Regions from separate parts of the Triticum aestivum genome. Here region 2 is linked to region 1. Evidence: chromatin contacts called from public Hi-C data. All regions are on one chromosome and are shown on one strand. Each heading gives the region's core, a stretch centred on a gene start, on an enhancer-like site or on the middle of the called end of the contact. The rest is flanking DNA. Distances are from core to core; before and after follow the strand shown.

Evidence for each region. A called contact is a pair of places that touch in the nucleus more often than the background predicts.
Region 2: a contact with region 1 is called in a Hi-C map of leaf, with 2.9 times the contacts expected there. The contact joins the promoter of LOC123092263 here to the promoter of LOC123092262 in region 1. A contact is called at or near these places in 2 of 5 Hi-C or Micro-C datasets (both in leaf).

Annotation. Positions count from the first base shown.
Region 1 is chr4B:382,917,133-382,920,628 of IWGSC CS RefSeq v2.1, forward strand. It overlaps LOC123092262 (probable arabinosyltransferase ARAD1), which reads right to left and starts at 1,548. Exons shown (of 2, transcript XM_044513973.1): 1 at 579-1,548. The coding sequence starts at 1,409.
Region 2 is chr4B:383,565,813-383,569,308 of IWGSC CS RefSeq v2.1, forward strand. It overlaps LOC123092263 (protein ETHYLENE-INSENSITIVE 3-like 1a), which reads right to left and starts at 1,701. Exons shown (of 2, transcript XM_044513974.1): 1 at 1,509-1,701; 2 at 1-5.

The DNA.
Region 1 (3,496 bases), core at 298-2,797:
ATACATTCTCAGGACCTCGGTTTTCAGACAGTCAATAATTCGTATATCTTGCTTAATAAACCATATTATACACTAGTGCCACAAATGTGTGAAAGCGACAATCACAATTTTGGATTATCAACCTTATCAGATTATAGAACCTCTTAAGTATCAAACCCTAGAGCTATAACATAAATGGGGCTTATAAGTAGGTAACAGTCACATGAAAGAGGTGATAGCGAACCAAACTCAGCTGGATAGTGAACAAGGCAATCCAATGACAATTAATTGCAACTAGGATATTTCCCGTAGCCAGAATCATTGAAGTCCAAATCAAGTACCACGGAGGGTGTCCAGACTCCAGACTACAGATGAGGTTGTGCTAGCTTAGGATCGTGCTACTGACTGAAACTTAAATCGGTTAAATAGTACCAGTACATGGCAAACATTCTCAAATCTATGTAGGGAAACGACACATGCAAAGCAAGTTTTAAAACCAAATGGCTATATATTATTATTAAAAATGGAAGTTGACTAATCACACCACGATTTTTCCCTGCTTAAGCTAAAACTAGTAAGCTTCATCAAAGGGTACTCACATCTTTCCTGTAAATGGCGCCTTGGAAGTAGAGCAAGGTCGGCCGGTCGTGGTAGCCGGTGGAGTCATTGAAGAAGTTGTCGACGACATGCCGGTACGGGGCGATGACGTCCTTGTCGATGTTGGCGACGCTGTGTGGGTACCTCCCGAAGTCGCAGAGCACGAAGACGCAGGGCCAGAGCTTGTAGCGCGCGTCGAGCATCCCGTTGGGGTGGTGCGCGAGCACAACGTGGTCCCTCCCGCCGGACCTCTGCCACTCCGGCCGCGCGGCGAGGAAGTCGATCAGCCTCCGCTGCAGCGCCCGGTCCTCGCTGGTCCGCGCGGGCGGCACGACCTTGGAGTGGCGGTTGAAGCTGAGGGAGGCGAAGAAGGGCACGAAGACGACGTCGGCCCTGGCGGGGTCGCGCACCCGGACGGCGTTGCACGGCGTGGGCGCGCCCTGCTCGGAGGCGAGGAGGTCCAGCGTGAGCCAGTACTCTATGCTGTGCTGCAGGTTGAGCCCTCCTGGGTACTCCGGCACGCCGTGCCTGACGTCCGGCCAAAGGCCGCCGCCGCCGCCGCTCCCGGGCTCCCAGTCGAGCATGCCGAAGTGGAACTCGAGGGGCAGGTCGTACATGTAGACGCGCAGCAGTGCCTTGTCCGGATCGCATTTCCTGCCTGGAGAGGCGGGGCGGAGGCCCTGGCGGTGGGCATCGAGCGCGGCCGGGGCGGCGGCGGAGTCGAGGAGGAGGTACCAGGAGGCGAAGAAGAGCGCGGCGGCGAGGGAGAAGAACCAGACGAGTGGGCTCCGGCAGGAGGCGGCGGCGGCCATGGAGGCGCTAGCGGTAGGCATAGCAATGCGGGTGGGGGTGGGCGGCCATGGCGCTCGGATCTGAGGAGGTGGGGATACGTGTGTGGTACTGGTATGTGGGGATGGGTCAGTGGCGGCCGCGGTCTCCTGCCTCGGGTGGGGGTGTCGCGTGGGGGTGGATCTGGGCTTGGGCGTCGAACGGGACTGTTGCGCTTGGACGGATGCGGTGCGGCAGGAACCGAGGAACGGCCTCTTTCCATTCCAGATCCACGCAAGGACGCACGCACTGCCACCCCATTGCGGTCGCTGCCCTTTTGCCGCTTTCCTCAAAGAGCTCGATTTTTCTCGTACCCAAATTGCGTACCCCAGCTTTATAGACGAAAAGAGTTATGTACAAGAATTACATACGACGGAATGCACTATCACACACGGTATGCACGTCCATCCCTCCACTCCACACGCTAGGCTACTACTCTATACAATGTAGAACTCCTTTCCCTCTCGACAAGGCCCATAGCCTAAGTTCCTGGTGGACAAGATCGTCTGCTCCCCATTCGTTGGTGATGTTGCTGTTGCGAAAGACTCTGCCATTTCTCTGCTTCCATAGATTTCAGCATACAGAAATGCAGATTGTGTCGAATCCTCTCCGGTATCTCTTGTCAATTCGCTTTCTGGCAGACACCCACCAATCACCTAGTGTGTCTTCCGTGGTTGGGATCAAAGCTTCGTCCACGCCCAGCCTTCTGAAACACAAAAACCACACTTGTCTCGCATATACACATTGCATGAGTATGTGATCCATATTGTCCTCTTCTTGGTCACAAAGGTAACATGCCGAGCTATGATCTTGCAACCCATGCCCCTGTCTGCGGTCCGAAGTCCACACTCTGTGCTGAAGTGCAAGCCAAATGAAGAGCTTGCAGGTCATCGTAGCCCAACTGCGCCAGACAGCCGAAGCACATTGAAATCGTACTCCTCCCTCACACATCATTTTGTACGCTGATTTTGTCGAGTACTTGCCTGTAGCATCCCATTGCCAGATGGGTGTGTCCTCCGAGCCAGGAGTGAGCTCAATGTCTACCAGCACCTCCCACAGCCTAATGAACTGCGAGAGCTCCTCGGTATTCATCTCTCCCATGATATCTTGCGTCCACCCGTGAAGATACAATGCATCTTTCACTTTCCTCTTATTAACTACCTGCTGCCGCACTTTGCCAACAAGTAGCGGGGCAATCTCCTTCACACAGGAGCCACAGATCCAGCGATCACGCCAGAACAAAGTCGTCGAACCTTCCCCGACTTCCCACTTGAACAGGCTGTCGAAGGCCATCCTGACATGCTTGTCGGAGCAGTAACTGAGCCCCTGCCAAGGACGCTAGCTGTCGGTGCGCTTCAACCACTCCCACCTAAGTCTGAGGGCGATACCATGTTTATAGAGATCCACCACCCCGAGATCTCCCATCTGCTTAGGCCGGCAAACCCGGCGCCACGCAACTACACAATGGCCTCCCTGGATTTCCTCCGAGCCTGCCCAGAAGAAGGCACGACATCCCTTATCCACTCTCTCCAGTGCCCACTTCGGGGCCTCTGCCACAATCAAGTGGCGTATGGGTCTGGCCCTCACCACCTGGTTCACCAGAAGGAGGCGACCGGGACGGGTGACGAGGCCACGCTGCCATCCTGGCATCAACTTCAGCGCTTGATCCACAATAGGCTGCCACTCTGATCTCGTGAGTTGTTTGATCCCCAACTGCAGCCCTAGATATTTAATGGGGAATGTCTCCAGCTTCCATGGCATGGCCTGCCGCACTAACTCCTCCTCCTCCTCATTCGATCTGATCATGATAGCCGCGGACTTGGTGAAGTTAACCTTGAGGCCAGAGGCCTCGCCAAATAACCTCAGGGCCTCCTGAATAAACCACAAATCCGTCCAGCTCAGCCTGATGAACATAACAACATCGTTTGCATACAGGGATAGTCTCTGTATCGGAGCACAGCCGGGTATCTTGCTAACCGCATTCGTCTCCTGCGCCTTCAAGATCATAGCCGAGAGGACATCCATCACAATGACAAAGAGAAGGGGTGAGATGGAGTCCCCCTGCCTTAGACCACAAGCATGCATAAACTTC
Region 2 (3,496 bases), core at 451-2,950, 650 kb after region 1:
TTCACCTGCACAGAAGCAAGCAAAGAGGCCAGGTTAATTACTACAAGACTTAAGGCCAGGAGGGGATTACCAACTTATTGCTTGCTGAGTGTAAACGCAATAACTAGGCAACATGTGCAACAAGATTACTAGTGTTAAAGAGGCAATTACAGTTAAGAGCAATAAAGCTTAAAATAGCCATAATACTTTACTAGAGCATCTTAATCAGGTAGTTTTCTTTGAGGGAACTTAATCAGGTAATTAGACGGTGACTTAACACGTATGTGCTCCAGTTCCTGTCTTCTCCTTAAAGAAAACAGCTGGAGCAGTAGTATTAGTTCACAAAACATCCCAGATCTACATAACCCGGAGCCGAGACAATCATGTGGCATAAAAGCAAGTTTGCCGATTGAAGCAAGCGCCGGAAGGCCCGGCCTGCATGTGTTTGGCTAATCAAAACGCACTCGATCTTATCCAACCCACACCACACACACCTCTGCTATGATCCTCTCCTTCACAATTATAGATCATCAACTCGAGGAAGGCAGCGCACGCAACTAGCAGAGGCAACTAATCTAACAGAAGCTTATCTTGTTTTCCTCTGTGACATGATCATATCGGACGGCATAACTAACGGAAATGGGTGTGTTATGCATGACCATATAGGAGTAATACAGCAATGGAAGAATAAGGCAGAAAATTGAACACATGATTGTCCACACAGGGTTTTACCAAAACACAACTGAACTGTTTCCATATAATCCTAGCAGGTCACAAAAACAATTGAATCATGTTTAAGCGTCCTCATGAAAGATTGCTTTGATCCAATCAGTCACAGGGGTTGGCCAAAATGATGAGAAAGCAGGGGAGACACTTTTCAAGGGAAGAAAGCCATCTTTTATGGAGATGTAAATATTTACTTGTACCTAGCCAAACAGGTATGGACAGTTGGAAACAAGAACATGTACCCATGTGCTCACCCAAAAGGAAACAAAGCAGTAGTATAGTCCACAAAAGGGGAAGAAAACAATAGAGAAAATGGATCAAGCAGGCATCAAAACGGAGAAGAGACGGGAAGTTTTCCATCTCCTGATAAGAGAAAACAGGAATAGCATTCCATTCCTGCCTGACAAAACAAAACAAAATAAAATCCTTCCGAAAACGCAGGTGCTACGTATTCCAGATTTCCAGAAGAAAAGAAAGAAGGGAACTCTGGGAATTGGACTCATCCAAAAATATCTCCGTGGAGCAATGAAAAAGAAGAGAGCGAAGAAGCAAAAACTGGAATTGATAACGGCTGCAGAAGCAACTCTAGGACCCCCGAAAATATCTATCTATCTATCTATCCAGAGAGAAAAATACCCAAAAGAACAAGGCATGGTCGCATAGCTAGCCTACCTCAGGCCCTCACCCTAGCCAATCAAGAGCACGGACAAAACACATCATAAAAGGATAGATGAGGAAGAAGAAGCATATGCAGCAGGAAGACATGAACACAAAAGGGAGATGGCAGGGCAGCATGAGCTCACCTGCGTCGATCTCCCACTTGCTAGTTTTATCCGCTTTTCACCTTTGCCATGACCTGGGAGAGCTAGGAAGGGAGGGGAGGAGAGAAAAACAGCGGAGGGAGGGTGGGGGAAAGGTGGGGAGAAGAAGGCACGAGGGAGAGGAGGGGAGACGGGAGATCAGATAAGAACAGGCCAAGGGGAGGGGGGGGGGGGGGGGGGGGGGAGGGGAGACCACGGCGCAAGAGCACAAAGCAGCTAATAGGAAAGGCAAGTGGGTGTGGTGGCGCTCGGGCGCAACAGCGACAGGGACCCTTCCATCTTATAATCGCCCCCTTATATTATGGGAAACGTTTCACTACGGGGCACCGGCCGAAGCTTCGGCCGGTCGCGTCCACGCGCGAACGTACCGAGCGACTCACCTACCGACACGTAGGATGGAGGGCCCGCCCACGTGCGTCTTCTCCCTCCTGTTTCTCTTCTTCCCGTCGCTTGTCTCTCTCTCTCCGCTGCCATGGCCAAGCTTCGCCGACCGGAGACCTCCCAGGGCGCCGCCGCCATGGGAATCAGCGGATCCGGCTGCCCTCGGCCAGATCTGCTCGGATCCGCGCCACCAGATCTGCTCCCGATCCCCTCTTTTCTCTCTCAGCCTAGCGCCTGCTGGCCCTCTTCTTCCTTCCTCAGATCCCGCCGCCGGCCAGCCCAATCCCGTGCAGGTCCCCTCGCCCCCCCCCTCCCCCTATACAAGTTCCCCCCGCACCGGCGAGCCTGAGCTAGAAGCCACCATGCAACTGAAAAAGCTACAGCCGTTCATGCGAAAGCTTCAAACTGTATTTGAAAAAGCTTCAACCGACGAAATAGATAAGTTTCATGCGAACACTACGAAAGAAAAAAAAGCTACAACCATCGGCTTGGAAAGCTTCAACTGTGAATTGAAAAGCTTCAACCCGATTTATACAAGGCTTCAACCAACTCTATAGAAAGCTTCACCCCCATGAGTACACAACGAAAAAAGATGCAATTGTCGACATGAAAAGCTTCAACCGCATTTCTGAAAAGCTTCAACCGTAATTCTGAAAAGCTTCAACCGTATTTCTGAAAAGCTTCTACCAGAGAGACCGCGACAAAAAGCTTCAACCGTATTTCTGAAAAGCTTCAACCGTAATTCTGAAAAGCTTCAACCGTATTTCTGAAAAGCTTCAACCAGAGACCGCGACAAAAAGATTCAACCGTATTTCTGAAAAGCTTCAACCATAATTCTGAAAAGCTTCAACCGTATTTCTGAAAAGCTTCAACCGTATTTCTGAAAAGCTTCAACCAGAGACCGCGACAAAAAGCTTGAATCAGCAACTCACTATTGATGCAACTGACTACTACGGTGGCTTCCCGGCGGAGCTGCAACGGCGACGAACTCCAGGCACCGGCAGGGGTCGATTTTTATTTGCTGGGGTCCATTTTTTTGCTGCATCAGAGGGGCGGGGCCATGGGGCACCTGTGCTCCAACTGGCGAGCGGCGACGGCGAGCAGCGACGGCGAGCGGTGACGGCGACGGCGAGGGCGAGCGGCGAACGGCGACGGGGATGACGACGAGGTAGATGCCCATGGCTGGGTGTGGGGTGGCCCGTGGCGCTTGCCGTTGCTCGATCCGAACACGGAAGGTAGACGATGCGGGGAAGGGGCTCGATCTGACGGTTGGGAGTCAGTGCATCGGACGGCCTGGGCTCGACCGGCCCAACTGTTGGGCCGGCGCACCGGCGCAGATCACTGCCCTTATATTATGGGAAAAAAATGGTACTACTAGTCCCACGCACGAACCGCCACTAAGGATGTGAATCTCGCTGCTAAGTAGAGTAAAAATTTCACGGCCGCGACAGCGCGCCGCCCGGCCTCGGCGAGGTTAAAGAAAAGCTGGGTGGCCTCTCTCCCTGTGACGCGTGGGGTCCCAGTCGGTGCGCTCCGTAACGTGGGGTCGGTGGACCGGGGGGGGGGGGCGCGTGAGCTACAGACAAAGG